Regions from separate parts of the Mus musculus genome. Here region 2 is linked to region 1. The links are chromatin contacts, called in public promoter capture Hi-C maps. All regions are on one chromosome and are shown on one strand. Each heading gives the region's core, a stretch centred on a gene start, on an enhancer-like site or on the middle of the called end of the contact. The rest is flanking DNA. Distances are from core to core; before and after follow the strand shown. Region 1 overlaps Nosip (nitric oxide synthase interacting protein). Region 2 holds the start of Dbp (D site albumin promoter binding protein).

The links. Promoter capture Hi-C pulls out the DNA fragments that hold promoters and counts their contacts.
Region 2: a promoter capture Hi-C map of liver shows a contact between it and region 1. The contact joins the promoter of Dbp here to the enhancer-like site in region 1. A contact is called at or near these places in 7 of 39 promoter capture datasets (cranial neural crest, embryonic stem cells, hippocampal neurons and 3 more), 1 of 484 Hi-C or Micro-C datasets (embryonic stem cells), 6 of 115 datasets of contacts at active chromatin or transcription factors (astrocytes, bone marrow-derived macrophages, double positive thymocytes and 3 more) and 2 of 9 other capture datasets (adipose tissue and liver).

What each region holds. Positions count from the first base shown.
Region 1 is chr7:45,070,976-45,074,776 of GRCm38.p6, forward strand. It overlaps Nosip (nitric oxide synthase interacting protein), which reads left to right. Exons shown (of 9, transcript NM_025533.3): 2 at 2,515-2,589; 3 at 3,007-3,112; 4 at 3,631-3,712. The coding sequence starts at 2,520. Among named protein-coding and RNA genes, the nearest start is that of Nosip, 10 kb to the left of the region's middle. Within about 2 kb of position 1,671, at least 17 of the 459 cell types and tissues checked have an H3K27ac peak or open chromatin away from gene starts, as enhancers often do. A contact at or near this core is called in embryonic stem cells and liver, where this site is marked.
Region 2 is chr7:45,703,101-45,706,901 of GRCm38.p6, forward strand. Dbp (D site albumin promoter binding protein) reads left to right here and starts at 2,147. Exons shown (of 4, transcript NM_016974.3): 1 at 2,147-2,662; 2 at 3,506-3,801. The coding sequence starts at 2,524. It overlaps Car11 (carbonic anhydrase 11), which reads left to right. Exons shown (of 9, transcript NM_009800.4): 6 at 1-34; 7 at 359-513; 8 at 613-778; 9 at 1,389-1,571. The coding sequence ends at 1,414.

The sequences.
Region 1 (3,801 bases), core at 421-2,920:
GGACACTAAGTACCAGGCCTGCCTTTGTTTCTTTTCTTTTCTTTTTCTTTTTTTCTTTTTTTTTTTTTAATAAGAACATGATACTAGGTTTTATTTATTTATTAAGATTTATTTATTTATTATACGTAAGTACACTGTAGCTGGAAGAGCAGTGACTGCTGGAAGAGCAGTCAGTGCTCTTAATTGCTGAGCCATCTCTCCAACCCCCTGTTTCTTTTTAAATAAGCAGTTTATTACATTTGTGTGTGTGTGTGTGTGAGAGAGAGAGACAGACAGACAGACAGACAGACAGACAGACAGATCCATCCCCTGGGGCTGTGTCTATAGGAGTTTTAAGCTGCAACATCTCCAGCCCTCTGTATTTTTTTCTATTGCTGAGATATATGAGTGATTACCTAAATAGTTTTGAACACAAAGACATGAAATCAGGTTAAAATAGGAACCAATGAAAATATACGTTCATGGAGAAAAGGATATGTAAAATTTAATTTCTGGTGAAACCTTTTCTTTAGTTTGTATGTATGTGTTTCACATGGGTAGTGACAAATTTGGAGCTTTGCTTTCTTTGAAGAACACAGAAATATTATAAGAATATGATTGTTGTAATCCCAGCTGTGGGATGTGGGGCTGCTTCAGACCGCCCACAGCAGCTGACTATGATTTGCCTTGTGCCCTAGCAGAGGTGTAATTTTGCTGCAGCAGATAGTTTCTGTGATTGTGTGACATTTGGATTCTGAGGAGTTTTCAGAGGGTCTATAAATGCTAGGGCCCTGAGAAGTGGGGTTATTGGTTCTTGGTTGCTCTTGGTCTGGGTTTGTTAAGTAGTCATACACAAAGAAGGAAAGGAAAAAAAAAAAATGAGATATCCTGACTTTGACTGTCAAGCTTGCCCAGGGAGCTTGATGCCCATAATGAGCAGGAGGTAACTTAATGATAACTCCGCCCCCTTCCCAACCCTTTTCTTCCCATCCTTTTTCCTCTCTCTAGTGTTGGGGGTTGAAAGGGTAGAAAGGGGTGAAAGGTGGAAGATAAAGAACCTACAAAGCAGCAAAGACTGTGATACAAGTGAATGTGGGGGGGGGGGGACGCCTTTAATCCCAGCACCCGGGAGGCAGAGGCAGGCGGATTTCTGAGTTTGAGGCCAAGCCTGGTCTACAGAGTGAGTTCCAGGACAGCCAAGGCTGTCTCAAAAACAAACAAACAAACAAACAAACACAAAAAACAAAACAACCCAAGTGAATGGTGGAAAGTATCAAGGATGGGTTTAGATCACAGGATTAGGTTACATCAGCTACATTTTCAAGGAGAATAATGATGTTATTCTAAATACCCAGGCTGGAGAGATGGCTCATCCATTAGTAATGATGGCTGCTCTTCCAGCTTAGTTTCCCAGTCCCCACATGGAGCTCACAGCCACCTGTAACTCTGGCTTCAGAGGATCTGTCACCCTCTTCTGGTCTTGGCAGGCATTGCTGCACATGACGTCAGTCACACAAGCAAGCATGCACATAGCAAATAAAATGGTTTTGAAAAAGTCAAGGTTTTAGTTGTTTCTAGAGTGTCTTACATAGTAACTTGGGTTTTTTGTTTTTTTCAGAGCTGAGGACAGAACCCAGGGCCTTGTGCTTGCTAGGCACGCACTCTACCACTGAGCTAAATCCCCAACCCCAGTAACTTCTTTTGTTTGCTGAGCAAAGTCTCATGTGGCCCAGGCTGACCTCCAACTCACTTTGTAGATTCAAAGTAGTTCAAATTCACCTTGAATTAACTCTCCTCTCTCCCTCTCTCTCCCTCCCTCCCTCCCTCTGCCCCCCCCCAAGTAATTATTTGTTTATTTTATGTGCACTGGTGTTTTGCCTGCATGTGTGTCTGGGTGAGGGCACCAGAAGCCCTGGAACTGGGTGTGAGCCACCATGTGGGTGCTGGGAATTAAACCCAGGTTCTCTGGAAAAACAGCTGGTGCTCTTAACCCCTGAGTCATCTCCCTACCCCCTCCCTTGAACTCTTCTCCTGCCTCCCCTGACCCCCAATGGCTTAGTAACTGAAAGGAGAGATGAGAAACATAGGGAAGGCTGGGGATGCAGTTCCGCATGCACACACTTGCCTAGCACAGACGTGGTGGCACAGCCTGTCTTCCCAGCATTGAAGAGGCTGAGGCAGGAGGTTTGCCTGGAATCCAAGATCAGCCTGGGCAATAGAGGAAGACAGAGTTTTTTTTTTTTGTTTTTGTTTTTAAAGTGGTTCAGGCCTTTAAACCAGCTCTTAGGGGGCAGAGGTAGAGTTTGAGGCCAGCCAGGGCTACATGGTGAGACTCTGTCTCAAAGGCAAAAGGAAGTGGCTGGGCACTGCCTGGTGTTCTGTCCTCCCTGCTGAGACCCACGGACTGCTGTGGTTTAGGGCTGTGTTTTCGGCGACCTGAACAGGCTTCAGGAGCAGGCTACTGACCACAAGCCCAGGAGGCTGTTCATGTCCTGTGTGAGTGCCCTGGGGTCACCCTGACACTTCCCCCCTTAGACAGGATGACGCGGCATGGCAAGAACTGCACTGCAGGGGCCGTCTACACCTACCACGAGAAGAAGAAGGACACAGGTACCATCCTAGGGACATCACTGTCACCTTCAGTTTCACCCTTTGTGAGGTGTGGCTTTCTAATTCTGCCCTGTTGTCCTGTTCTGCCCCTGAGTGGCCTGTCTCTTTCCCATCTATACTAATGATGGTGGCCATAGACAGTGTGGCCCATCCAACATACCATCCCACGTCTGCTCCCCTTCCTCTTAACCATTCCTGGCCAGCTCTGCCGAAAGGAAGGCCGAGAGCCACAGTGGTGGTCCCCACCCCGGGAGAGGGAGGGAGCCCTGAGCCTCTTCACCCCGCTTCTGGGGAAAAAAGCTGACCTAGCCATTGTGGACTCTCTCAGACTCCACCAAACCTACACACTTCTCTGCGACATTTGGTGGAGGGCATGTCCCCACCCATGTCTTCATTCCCACCTTGTTCTGTCCCCAGCGGCCTCGGGCTATGGGACCCAGAACATTCGACTGAGCCGGGACGCTGTGAAAGACTTTGACTGCTGCTGTCTCTCTCTGCAGCCCTGCCATGACCCTGTGGTCACGTAAGCAGGGGAGGGGCAAAGGGGCAGCTGGTGTGTGTGGGTTTAGCAGACCTCTCAGAGCCTCAGAGCCCTCACCAGAGGCAGGCAGCTCACCTCCACCACAGGTGCAGTTGGGCGAGCGAGTGCACTGCTAGTCTAGTGGCTGAGGCTGACTCGGGGTACAGTGCGTGCCTCGCATGCAGGAACCTCTGGTCCATCCCAGCACCACAGAAAGCCGGGTGTGATGCACACCTGTTATCCCAGCACTCAGGCAATGCAGACAGGAAGACGAGGCCTTCAAGGCAAGCCCCAGCTACATAGTAGTTTGAAGCTAGCCTGAGCTCCAGTACATTGTCTCTCTAAAGAGAGGACTGAAAGGAGTGCTGTGAAGACGTTGCCTAAAGGTACTTAGTGGTATCCAGGGCAGGGAGTGAATAGAGATGCTCACCTGAATATGCTTGGTGGTACCCCATGTGGAGGGGGACCCGACCCTGCGGCTGAGCCCACGCCAGTGCGTCCCTCATCCCCTCCCTCTGCAGGCCAGACGGCTACCTGTATGAGAGGGAAGCGATCCTGGAGTACATCCTGCACCAGAAGAGAGAGATCGCCCGGCAGGTGAAGGTGATGGAGGCTGAGGGGAGGAAGACACCAGGAGAGGGCATCGGATCCCGTTACAGATGGTTGCGAGCCACCATGTGGTTGCTGGGATT
Region 2 (3,801 bases), core at 897-3,396, 630 kb after region 1:
AACCGGGACACTATCACCCGAATCTCCTACAAAAGTAAGTCCCCCAAGCTAGGGGTGGCGTCCCCAGTTCCTAGGAAGGCTGAGGAAGGAGGGTGGGCTACAGAGTAAGTTCAAGGTCAGCCTGGGCTACTTAGCAAGAGCCAGGGTGACAACAGAAAGGGAAGAGTGGTTGGAGATGATGCAGCTTGGTCACGAGCGCCTGGTCAGAATCTCCCGGTGAGGGGCTGGGGGCCTGGTGCAGTGGTACCTGCCTAGCATGTCCGAAGCCTTACATTCAGTCTCCATACGACAACAGACATAACTAAGTCCCTGTGCATTATCTGGGACCCCCTTTTACGCTGACTTGATGTCTGCGCAGATGATGCCTACTTTCTTCAAGACCTGAGCCTGGAGCTCCTGTTCCCAGAATCCTTCGGCTTCATCACCTATCAGGGATCTCTCAGCACTCCTCCGTGCTCTGAGACTGTCACCTGGATCCTCATCGACAGGGCTCTCAATATTACCTCCCTCCAGGTGACTGACACCCCCACCCCCCCCCACCCCCGTGTGTGCATGCTACTCCTGTCCTGAGCACCACCCCGGTCCACTCACCCGTGGTTTCTCTTGAGGCAGATGCACTCCCTGAGACTCCTGAGCCAGAATCCCCCCTCCCAGATCTTCCAGAGCCTCAGTGGTAATGGCCGGCCCTTGCAGCCCCTGGCCCACAGAGCCTTGAGGGGCAACAGGGACCCCCGGCATCCCGAGAGGCGCTGCCGAGGCCCCAACTACCGCCTGCATGGTATGCTTAGTGTGTCCCCTCCTTCTCCACGTCCTGATAGTCTGCACTTATTCCCAGTGGTTGTCTCAGTGTGATACATCCCTTGTCCTTTCTCACCTCTCCATATGGAACAGCCTGCTGCAGCCCACCCCTCTTTGCAGCTTAGTCTAAGGCCTGACACCCTGTTTTCCTTGTGGTACAATTACATACTGGTCCATGCCCTCTGCCTACTGTTACTTGCCAAGATGGTACGGTCCAGGTCACCTGTTTACAAATGGTATGACCCTACTTAGAGCTGTAGTCTTTCTGCTATTCCCTTTCTGAGAATCAGCGTGGTACAATCCCTCTGTCTTTCTTACTGCCACTGTGGCTCGGCCCCGGGAAATCGGTTAGTTTCTTGTCTGGTTTCTCAACATGGTACAGCCCAGAAGACCATATCCTCTCCATGTACCTTTATGCAAACCAGCCTATTCTGCACGTCCCATGTGGCCTTCTTCCCTCCCTACATGGTCTGGTCCAGGAGCTGATCATTCCCCCAACTTGGTATATTCCATTCCCCCTTAGCAGCCTGACTAGTAGAGTCCTATGTGCTCAGCTCCCACACCCCTCAAGCCGGTGCTTCCCTTTGCAGTGGACGGTGGTCCTCACGGTCGCTGAGACTCCCCAACGAGGATTACGCCCGCCTGTTCTGAGTTTCCTCACCAGGGGAGGGGATTCACCCCAAAACAAAGCTATTAAAAGGACTGAATGTTTCCGGTTTCTCGGTGGTTTATCAGTCGCGATTGAGGAACATCTAGATATTAAAAAAAAAAAATCCTTCCCGAAGCCCACTTCTTTCTGCCTTAATCTGCTCTAATTGATGTTCTGCTTTTTTTCCTCAATGAGTCTGTGAACACTCGGCTCCTTTAAGAGGTACCCCTCTTGCCCCACACCCGCATCCGATAGCACGCGCAAAGCCATGTGCTTCCCCCTTCTTCCTGCCTCATTGGCCCGAAGTGGGTCACGGTCCCGCCTCCAGCGCCTCCTCCCATTGGCCAAATATAGGTCAGTGTCCCGCCTTCTTCCAAAAGGCGAGGCAACTACACAAGTTCAGCCCCTCACGCGCCTCCAGGGTCTTGGCATATCCCTTCATCTCATTGGCTGAGCGTCTCAAGGGCTCGAGACGTGATTGGTTCTTGCCAGAAGCCGGAGGAAGGCACGCGGCTGGGGTGCATGGCCCAAGTGGAGGGAGGGGGCCCGGAGGAGGGGCGCGCGCTCTGGCGTCCGGTGTTTTGGTTTAGATTTTTTTTTTTCCGCGAAAGAAGTTTGCTTTGGCCACGCCTCAAGGCTGCCACCTCCTCCTGCCCCCTCCTCCGCCCCTGGGTGCACACCTCTGGGTGCAGATTGCAAAGCTCCTTTCTTTGCGAGAAGTGCAAAATTGGCTAGAGCCAGAGACTCGCCCACTTGGTACAGAAGGAGCGCGCGCCTGTGTCCCTTGGGGACCCACAGTTGCAAAGAGACAGCTGCTTGATTTGGTCACCCACTCGCCCAGACTATAGGAGCCTCCCGGGACAGTCTTTGAGTTGCACCTTTCTGCAGAACTGACTGGTTGAACCCCCGCAGCGCTCTTAGGATTTGAAGCGTCCTGATCCTGGAGGCTTGCACGCCGCGCTCTCCCGACTCTGGGACACATTCGCCCGAACCACTGGAGTGTGCGGGTGACTGACATATCATCTCATCTCTTCGACTCTCCATGAGCTCATGAACCTGGGAGCAGGTCCACGGCAATGGCGCGGCCTCTGAGCGACAGGACCCCGGGCCCCCTGCTGCTGGGTGGCCCGGCTGGGGCCCCCCCTGGCGGGGGAGCGCTGCTTGGGCTGAGGAGCCTTCTGCAGGGAAACAGCAAGCCCAAAGAACCGGCCAGCTGTGAGTTCTAGTCCCACTGTGTTAGGGACTCAACTGTTGGGGTGGTGGTCCACGGCACCTATCAGCTAGGTGTCCCATCTTTGCTAGTCTTCATTAGGTCACTTAGGTCTTCCAGTCCATCAGCCTCCAGGACCAAATCTGACGCCTGGAGGGCCTAAGGGTCAAGTCCCTGGAGTGTTCCTACTTGAGGACAGAGTTTAGGTGCCAGACCCCTCTTTCTTTCCTTTGGCCTCAGAGTCTGGACCCCTGGAGTCCTAGGGGAAGGGAGGGGGTGTGTCGGATGCTCACACGGTGCAGACACGGGCTTGGGCGGGGCCTCGCAGGGTCACATGGAAACTAGGGATGAGGAATGTGCCTGAGCAGTGGAGCCCCTTCCAGCCCCAACAGACTGTGGGGGAGGGGATGAGGGTGCTGGGGGTGGGAGAATTACTGAGCTGTCACTTTTTCTTTCTCACCTGCCCAACCTTTCACCCACCCTGTCACTAAACCCTTCTTTCTAAACTTCCATCCTCGTTCTCTGGGTCGCTTGTGCTTGTGTTTCTTAATCCCCTCCCGGGCCCCTAACCCTATCCTTCTGTATACTTTTGCCTTTTCCCCCTCTCCGGGTCCCCGTCTCCCTGACCCTCTATTGCTGGGGCCTTGTTCTCTTTTCTCTCTGGGTCTCCCCAAGCCCCGTCTTTATCCCTCTCTTCTTTTTCTGGGTTCTCTCCCTGCCTGTACCCACCTCCCTGGGTCTTTGCCCTACGGCTCCCGTCTCCTCACTTCTCTGTATCTCCGCCATATCTCTAACTTGGGGTCCCTCCTGTGTCCCTCCACCCCATCCGGTCTCTCCCTGGCCTACAGGTCTCCTGAAGGAAAAGGAGCGCAAGGCAACTCTGCCCTCAGCCCCCGTCCCGGGACCCGGCCTGGAAACGGCGGGCCCAGCCGATGCCCCGAGTGGGGCCGTTAGTGGCGGTGGGTCCCCTCGGGGGCGCTCAGGGCCTGTGGCTGGCCCGAGTCTTTTTGCGCCGCTGCTGTGGGAACGCACTTTGCCTTTCGGGGACGTGGAATACGTGGACCTGGACGCCTTCTTGCTGGAGCACGGGCTACCGCCGAGCCCGCCGCCCCCCGGGGGCCTGTCGCCGGCACCCTCTCCAGCG